Linked DNA regions of Rattus norvegicus: region 1 is linked to region 2. A link is a contact called in public Hi-C data. All regions are on one chromosome and are shown on one strand. Each heading gives the region's core, a stretch centred on a gene start, on an enhancer-like site or on the middle of the called end of the contact. The rest is flanking DNA. Distances are from core to core; before and after follow the strand shown. Region 1 overlaps Eml6 (EMAP like 6). Region 2 overlaps Rtn4 (reticulon 4).

The links. Hi-C and Micro-C count contacts between places; a contact is called where the count stands out from the background.
Region 1: a Hi-C map of psoas muscle shows a contact between it and region 2, with 2.4 times the contacts expected there. The contact joins two enhancer-like sites. A contact is called at or near these places in 5 of 12 Hi-C or Micro-C datasets (the A7r5 cell line, frontal cortex, kidney and 2 more).

Annotation. Positions count from the first base shown.
Region 1 is chr14:107,807,311-107,810,984 of GRCr8, forward strand. It overlaps Eml6 (EMAP like 6), which reads right to left. Exons shown (of 44, transcript XR_010057763.1): 13 at 3,009-3,115. Among named protein-coding and RNA genes, the nearest start is that of Rtn4, 160 kb to the left of the region's middle. Within about 2 kb of position 1,416, at least 6 of the 93 cell types and tissues checked have an H3K27ac peak or open chromatin away from gene starts, as enhancers often do.
Region 2 is chr14:107,678,476-107,682,449 of GRCr8, forward strand. All of the region lies in intron 3 of Rtn4 (reticulon 4), which reads left to right. All of the region lies in intron 42 of Eml6 (EMAP like 6), which reads right to left. Among named protein-coding and RNA genes, the nearest start is that of Rtn4, 29 kb to the left of the region's middle. Within about 2 kb of position 1,871, at least 1 of the 93 cell types and tissues checked has an H3K27ac peak or open chromatin away from gene starts, as enhancers often do.

The DNA.
Region 1 (3,674 bases), core at 166-2,665, 130 kb after region 2:
TTAAGTAATTATATCCAGAAAATAAATAAATGAAGTTGATGTTTTAGTAAGTAAGAAAGAAAACAAATTATTGATTAAATATATTTAACTCCATAAGGCAAGACATCTTCGAAGATTCAGATGTTTGTAAAGCAGGAGCTTCCTCAGTTTTCTCTCTAGACTTTTTCTTTGTGGTTTCCTTTCTTTTCTGGCTTTGTGAATTTTGCATATCTGAGTCTGAAATACTCTATGGGTTCAACCAAGAGTCAAGGACTGCTAGTAAAAGAGTATTTTCTACAGTTTAAATGCACATGAAAAATTAAATCTGTTATTTACCTTTCTCATGTTTGATTTTCAAAAATTATTTTAATATGTAAAAAAAAACCCCAATTTATCGGGCTGGAGAGATGGCTCAGTGGTTAAGAGCATTGACTGCTCTTCCAGAGGTCCTGAGTTCAATTCTCAGCAACCACATGGTGGCTCATAAACATCTATAATGGGATCTGATGCCCTCTTCTGGTGTGCTACAGTGTACTCATATAAATAAAAATTAATAAAAAATTTTTAAAAAACCCAAAAACCAATTTATCAGTAATTCTTCATCTTCAGGAAAGAAACATTTCATCTTGAAGTAGAGTAATATAGAAAAGACCAATTTTAGATGCTGATTTATTGATTTCTTAAGCACTGCCTGTACTGTGCCTTTGCCAAGCATGACTTCACTTGCTACTGGGAACAGAATGACCCGGAGACCACACGTTATTGACCTTAACAACATGCTGACTGCTGAGTTTGCTTTTGTGAGATCTCCATTGTTTGCCTGCCCCACCATGTGGTTTTACGGTATCAATGAGAATATAAACTGGACCAGGCATCAAAGCTGTCCTAGTTTCAGTCCACTAGTGATATCTCTCTTCCACTCACACTGGCATCAGATTGCTTATTACGGAAAAATCCCCACAACAATTAGATCAACTACATTACTGAAAAATGAGGAAATATAGCTATAATAAAGTTTCCTTTTAGGACATGGCCTAAGCCATCAAAAAGTAAGTCAGAAGGTTCTTTCATATGCCTTAGATGTAAGGAACTACTCTTCTCATTCTAAAGATAATTATTCATCCGAATGCATGATTCTTTTTATCAGGCATTAATAACTTATCTCAGAGCACTGAATTCTGGGACATTTCTACTGCTTAGAGGATCATATATTATAATATCATGGGCCTCAATTTCTCATCTGTTGAACAGAATAAAAATCTCTCCTCAGGAATAACTTGGGAATATTGTAAATCAATATGTGTGGAAACAATGAAAAATGAATCACAGATAATAAGCAAGCCCAAGGCATGAGTTTCACCAGCCATGTTGTACCACGGTTTCCTAGCAACATTAAATAAAAACCCTCCAGCAAAACCAAGTGGCGGCCCTCCCAGAGCTTCTGCTGTCTGCTTAGGCTTCATTTCTCCTGGGTGTATTGCTCAGTGTTTCTGTGGTATTCTCACTGCTATGGTTACCTTCCTAATTTTTTTTTGCTTTATATTGCACAATACATTTACCAGTTCACAGTCAAAGTGATCTAATTATGAGATTGGTCTGAACTGTCAGCTGCACTGTCTTTATGCCAATCAGACTTTTCCAACACAGAATTAGGAAGAAATGACTATACAAGAAAAGAAGTAAATTCAGTGCTGATACATTAGAAGTGCATAGAGAGAGGGCCACATAAGCATTCTCTTAAAACAAAAGCCATGTGGAAGTGGGCGAGCCACTTGACTAACCTGCCTGGATTTGGATCAGCCACATGAAGACAGTTGGTGTGTGTTAGCAGCCATAGACCTATCTGGTGCATCTCCCTGGGCAGCACTGACAGTTATGTATCTGGAATCCATTATCTTATTCACTCTATATAGAATCTGTTTCACCTATAAACCTACTAACACATGTTACTTATACAACACTTCTACTTTTTATAGACTACAAATACTATATCTATATCAAGGGGAGAAGAATCAAACCCTGGCAATTACCATCATGATATAGATATGTATGTCAAGATTCCTTCCAAGTACTACTGTAACAGCCTCTCCCCCCACTTTCTGCTAAAATGATACTATTTTTTGTGGAAGGGAAACTGGATTCAACTAACCAATTTTTATACAAGAATAGGTTTTTACTGGAAACACTGTAATTGGGTTTACTTTAAATAAACAGATAATGGCTAAGTTGAACAAGAAATGAAGATAACAGCTCTCATGCAGACTACCATTCTTCAAGGTAAAATATACATGTTTTATGATTTGCTAAGGAAATGAGAAAAACTTGCACTTTAGATGCATTTTTCTTTGCAAAATAATAATTATGTAAGTATGTATACAATACAGCTTCATAGGAATCAAAAGGCTCAAATGCTCAGAATTTCTCCTGAAAACTTTGCAACTACCTTCCACTTAATTAAAAAACTAATTTTCGTTTGTTGTTTTTATTTTTATTTTTCTTCCTTTCTTCCCCCCTTCTCTTTAAGATGGGGTTTCTCTGTGGCTGTTATGGAACTAACTATAAATAGACCAGGCAAGTCTCCAATTCACAGAGATCTGCCTACCTCTGCCTCTAGAGTCTTAGGATTGTGCTGCCACTGCCTAGCTAAAAAGTAATCTAATGTGTAAAAGTGTTTTGCGTGCAAACATGTCTGTGCATTCCATGTAGGACTGGCACCTGCTGATGTAGGAGAAGATACAGGATCACCTGGGACTGGAGTCAGAGATGGCCGTGAGTCACTATGTGGGTGCAGGGAGTCCCAGGCCCGATGGAAGAGTAGCCAGTGCTCTTACCCACCAAGCCATCTCTCCAGCCTTTCATGTAAATACTTAATGGTGTAGTAAATGTTATTGCTAACCTATATCCAAAGGCAAGATAAGAGCAGTTTACTTATTTTTGCTGCATTTTTGTTCTGTTGTTCTGCTCTATCTGTTTTCTGGGCAGTGTTAAAATCGAATGGGGGTCCAGGCTTTTATTCTCCCCTTACTGACCTGGCGATCATAATTGATCTGAGTTTCTTGTTCAATATCAGAGTCCAGTTCTGGAACATCAGAGACGTCTGAGTCAGATTCTTCGCTACAAGAGTCGGCACCACCTGCTGCAGAGACAGAACCCATTAGAACAGAAAATGCTGAGATGTTAAAGATCACAGAGACACTTCAAGTAGCTTCTTAAACCCTAACAAAGCAGAGTAAAAAGCCTCTGTCATAGTTTCCATTTAACTCAGGAACCTGATATGTAGCCAGTAAAATATTGACTTCTAGAGGCTAGCCCCAGGAATAATAACCTTGACCTCCAGAGCCTAACCCTAGGGATGAACTTGAACACCCAAGGCAAGCCCCAGGAATGACCTTGAATTCCCACAGCAAGCCCAATTTCTCAAATGCTGGCATTGCAGACACATGCCACCATACCGGGCTTCCTTTTCTTTTCTTTCCTTTTTTTAAAATTAGATAGTAGGATTTCTAGATTTTTAAATCTTACGTTGTAAAATCAGAAAGAATAGGGTTTAACAAAGACAAAAGGTAAGGCTAAAGAAAACTATCATCAAGGTAATCTTTATTTTTAAACATCCCCACCAAACACTTATCATGGTGAAGTCCTTACAGAATCATATGGGTGAGCACATTGACACATATCGTTGTAAATTTCCTTCT
Region 2 (3,974 bases), core at 621-3,120:
GGTAAAGAACAGTATTATAATTGGTATTGTTACAGTCTTACTATTTTCTGTTTATTGGCAGAATATGTTGACAAATGAAATCTATAATATTTCATTATTGAGGTTCTATGGAAAAGTTAGATGAAGATGAAGGAAGGAAGGAAGACTTGTGAGTCAGGTCAGGTGTGTGGGAGAGTGATGGAGGAGTGATGGAGGAGTGATGGAAGAGTGATGGAAGACTGATGGAAGAGTGATGGAAGAGTGATGGAGGAGTGATGGAGGAGTGATGGAGGAGTGATGGAAGACTGATGGAAGAGTGATGGAAGACTGATGGAAGAGTGATGGAGGAGTGATGGGAGAGTGATGGAGGAGTGATGGAAGAGTGATGGAGGAGTGATGGAAGAGTGATGGAAGAGTGATGGGAGAGTGATGGAGGAGTGATGGAAGAGTGATGGAGGAGTGACGGAGGAGTGATGGAAGACTGATGGAAGAGTGATGGGAGAGTGATGGGAGAGTGATGGGAGAGTGATGGAAGAGTGATGTCAGCAGCAGAGAGAGACAACTCCACACTGTAACCCAGGTCAGCCCGCAGGTTCTTTTTCAGACAGTACAGGAAAGAAATTTAGACCATACGGTAGGAAGAAAAGATTAAAGACAAAGAGGTGCCTGGGAAGAAAATATAATATACTGTGCTCACAGTTCTCAAAGAATTGGAATTAGCAGCAGCATAGCATTTTTGTGGCTCTCAAGGTACATTTCAAAGGATTGCTCAGAAACTTTTTCTGTACATGAGATTATAGAACTCATAGTTCCTTGGATGGGCTCAAACCTAATAAGATAAACTCAGGAGTTTAGGGTTGCACCAGGAACTAGGACATGCCCTTTTGTTTGTAAGCTGGACTTCCGTTGAGATTCCTAAGAATTTGCAAATGTTAATTTTGTTGGAATTCTTGATTCTTAGTTGGTAAGAGGCTTCACCAGGTGAGCGGCTCTGTTGGGCTCTGTTCTCTTCCCATCCCTGTAGTTTTTCCTTCCTTTCTAATCACACCTGCTTTGTAAGCACTAAGAAGATAGGACCAAGACAGTGACTAGAATATTTTGGATAGAGTAGATTGTATAGGATAATAGTGGAAAGATAGATTTGTAGGATCAAAGATGACAGAAGGTTAGAAGGTCTAGGTCAGATTTCCTGAAGCTTCTCTGTGGTTCACAAAAAAAAAAAATGATTCCTGTGATTCTATCAAAGCAAGTTTATAGGGTCTGGCAATCTGGTGTCATCATTTTATTACTGGGCAGATTTGGAAAACAATCTAGGGGCTCACACTTCAGTTCTAATATGCTTTGATTTTGACTAGGTAAGAAACTTCCTCTAAGTTTTTATAGGGTTCCAGTTTTGAGGTTCTCTGGGGTTTTATGACAAGATGTTCTGGGCCAGGTTGTGTTGGTTTGATGTTTTAAGTAAGTAGTAATAACTGATGACTGGTTCAGAAGGCCATCTGTGGTGTAGTATAAGCTGGAGGAGAAAAGCCTGAGTTTGGGATGGCTGTAGTTATGCCCGGTTTTTACAAAAGAACACCCAGAACCTCCTCATCTGAAGTGGGAATGAAAAGGAAGTAACAGATTTAAGAACAATAAGTGAAGAAATATTTGATACTTCTCATAGGTTGCAGGACTATATGAAGTCACAATCGCAATGAACAACTGTGCTTAGCATCAGATTTCATTTTGAAGGCCAAATTGAGTTCCAGACACTTTGAAGTGATGGAAATGCCAAGCAATGATAAAGAATATACAACAAATGCAAAGTGAGGGTATCTTCTTCAAAAGCTAAAGATAGGGAAGCAAAGCCAGTAGCTCCGAGCCTGCATTAGTGGAGTACCAGGAGAAGTTAGCTCTAACAGCAGTAGAAGGAGCAGGAGGGCGTGGTTTCACCAAGAGAAGACTGGTTGTAGAGAAGCTGTTTAGGATGAAGAAAAAGTGATTACAGACTGTCAGATTTTAGGAGAAAGTGTAATATTGCCTATTTTTACTAGTGCTTTTGTAGATTGGGAAGTTCAACTGCTTTAGATGACCTTCGTGAGAAGTTTCAGTAGCATTAAAATTCAGTTTGATTATGCTTCAAGACTCTTGCAGTCTTCCCTTGTGAACTCGTATAGGGCTTCCTAGTCTTGTCTGGAAGTCATTTCAACTTCTGTGAAAGCTTGAAGTGGATGAGGTGTAGGTGTATGTGCTACTGCTAAGCGGGGAGGAGCAAAGGGCCTGCCCAGGTGCCTGAAATGCTAGCCTTCCCTTGAGCCTAGGGAGGAGTTAGGCTGAGTTTGTCATTAACCAATTTTAAGAACTGCTAATCTTAGGAAAATACCTGTTTTTAATTCTAAATTGAGCTAAAGCTCACTTAAACTTGGTCATTCATTCATTGTCTTTTTCTAGATTTTTCTTTTTTTTTTTTTTGTAAGTAGCGGGACTGCATTGTAGAAAATAGAGAAAGGCTTTTGTGTGTGTGTGTGTGTGTGTGTGTGTGTGTGTGTGTGTGTGTGTGTGTTTTAAAGATTTCTTTATTATATATAAGTATACTGTAGCTGTCTTCAGACACACCAGAAGAAAGCATCAGATCTCATTACACATGGCTGTGAGCCACCATGTGGTTGCTGGGAATTGAACTCAGGACCTCTGGAAGAGCAGTCAGTGCTCTCAACCACTGAGCCATCTCTCCAGCGCCTGGTTCTCACTCTTAAGAAAAAAAGAGCAATAGTCTTATTATATCTACTGTGGGAAAAGGTAGATGTGGTTAGTAGCTTAGTACTGTTAAAAGATTAAATCTCCTGAGACTTCTACTGAGTCTGGTATCCTTTCTCTTAAGGACTGGATTACATACTTTACTGTAGGAAGAATGTTTAAACAGTGAATAGAATTCTCTTTACTTTTTTTTTTTTTAACTTAATCTCATCTCTGTTGGTAGAATTTGGGCTTACGGGTGTTGAATTTAATTTTGCCAGTGTTGTTTGAATTCTTGGAGCTATGTTCTGAGACCAAATTATTCGTCTGTGCTTTATTATAGCCAAGGTTGACTTAAACTGTGTATATAAGGTGCTGTGTGTGTGTGTGTGTGTGTGTGTGTGTGTGTGTGTGTGATCTGTTTAATGGCTTTTACATTTACTTCGTATGCTTGTGAGAGGTGTGATAGGCACTAAAATAATAACGTGTTGGCTTTTCTTATATGTAGCACCACCACCTTGTTTATTTTGTATAAATGTAAACCAACTCAAATATGAAAAGCCATGAAGCATTAACAGAGCCTTGCATACCTGAAAGTGAGAATATTGAAACAAATTTGGGAATGTCTCCTTTCAGACTACAGACTTTGCAAGATTGAGATTTTTTCTGTAAAAAATATGAGGAACATGCATGTACTCCACGTATGCAGACCTTTATAACTAATTTTTATAACTAAAAGTTGTCATGTTTTGTGCAAGGCGTGTTTAGGAGTACGTAGATAGATACATATTAAAAATACTTAACTTTAACTTAAAATGGTATTAAATCTATAGCTTTTGCTATGAATGGAAAACTACACCATGGTTTAGAGAAATTGGAAATGTGAAGTTAGGGATATTTTCTATTCCATTTTTGTATTGATGCCCCCTATCCCCACATTGAAAAATTTTTATGTGTGTAAGTGTGTGGGCTCCCCATGTTGCCGTGTATATGAAGATCGGAGGATGACATCCATGGGTCCTATGGGTCCCAGGTATCAGACTCAGGTCATCCAACTTGTGCCTTTTTACCCACTGTATCAGTTTGTCAGCCCTGTTTGTATTGAAAGATTTATGACCTAAATAAGTCATGGTTTTAATTATTAGTAAGTCAAATGTAGTGAATAGTAGGAACTCACTATTCTTTATTATTTTTTTTTAAAGTTGTTTTTAAATACAGCTTTAAAATCGAAACCTGACTTCAGGCTAACTTAAATGCGTATTTCATTTAAGGAAAATGTA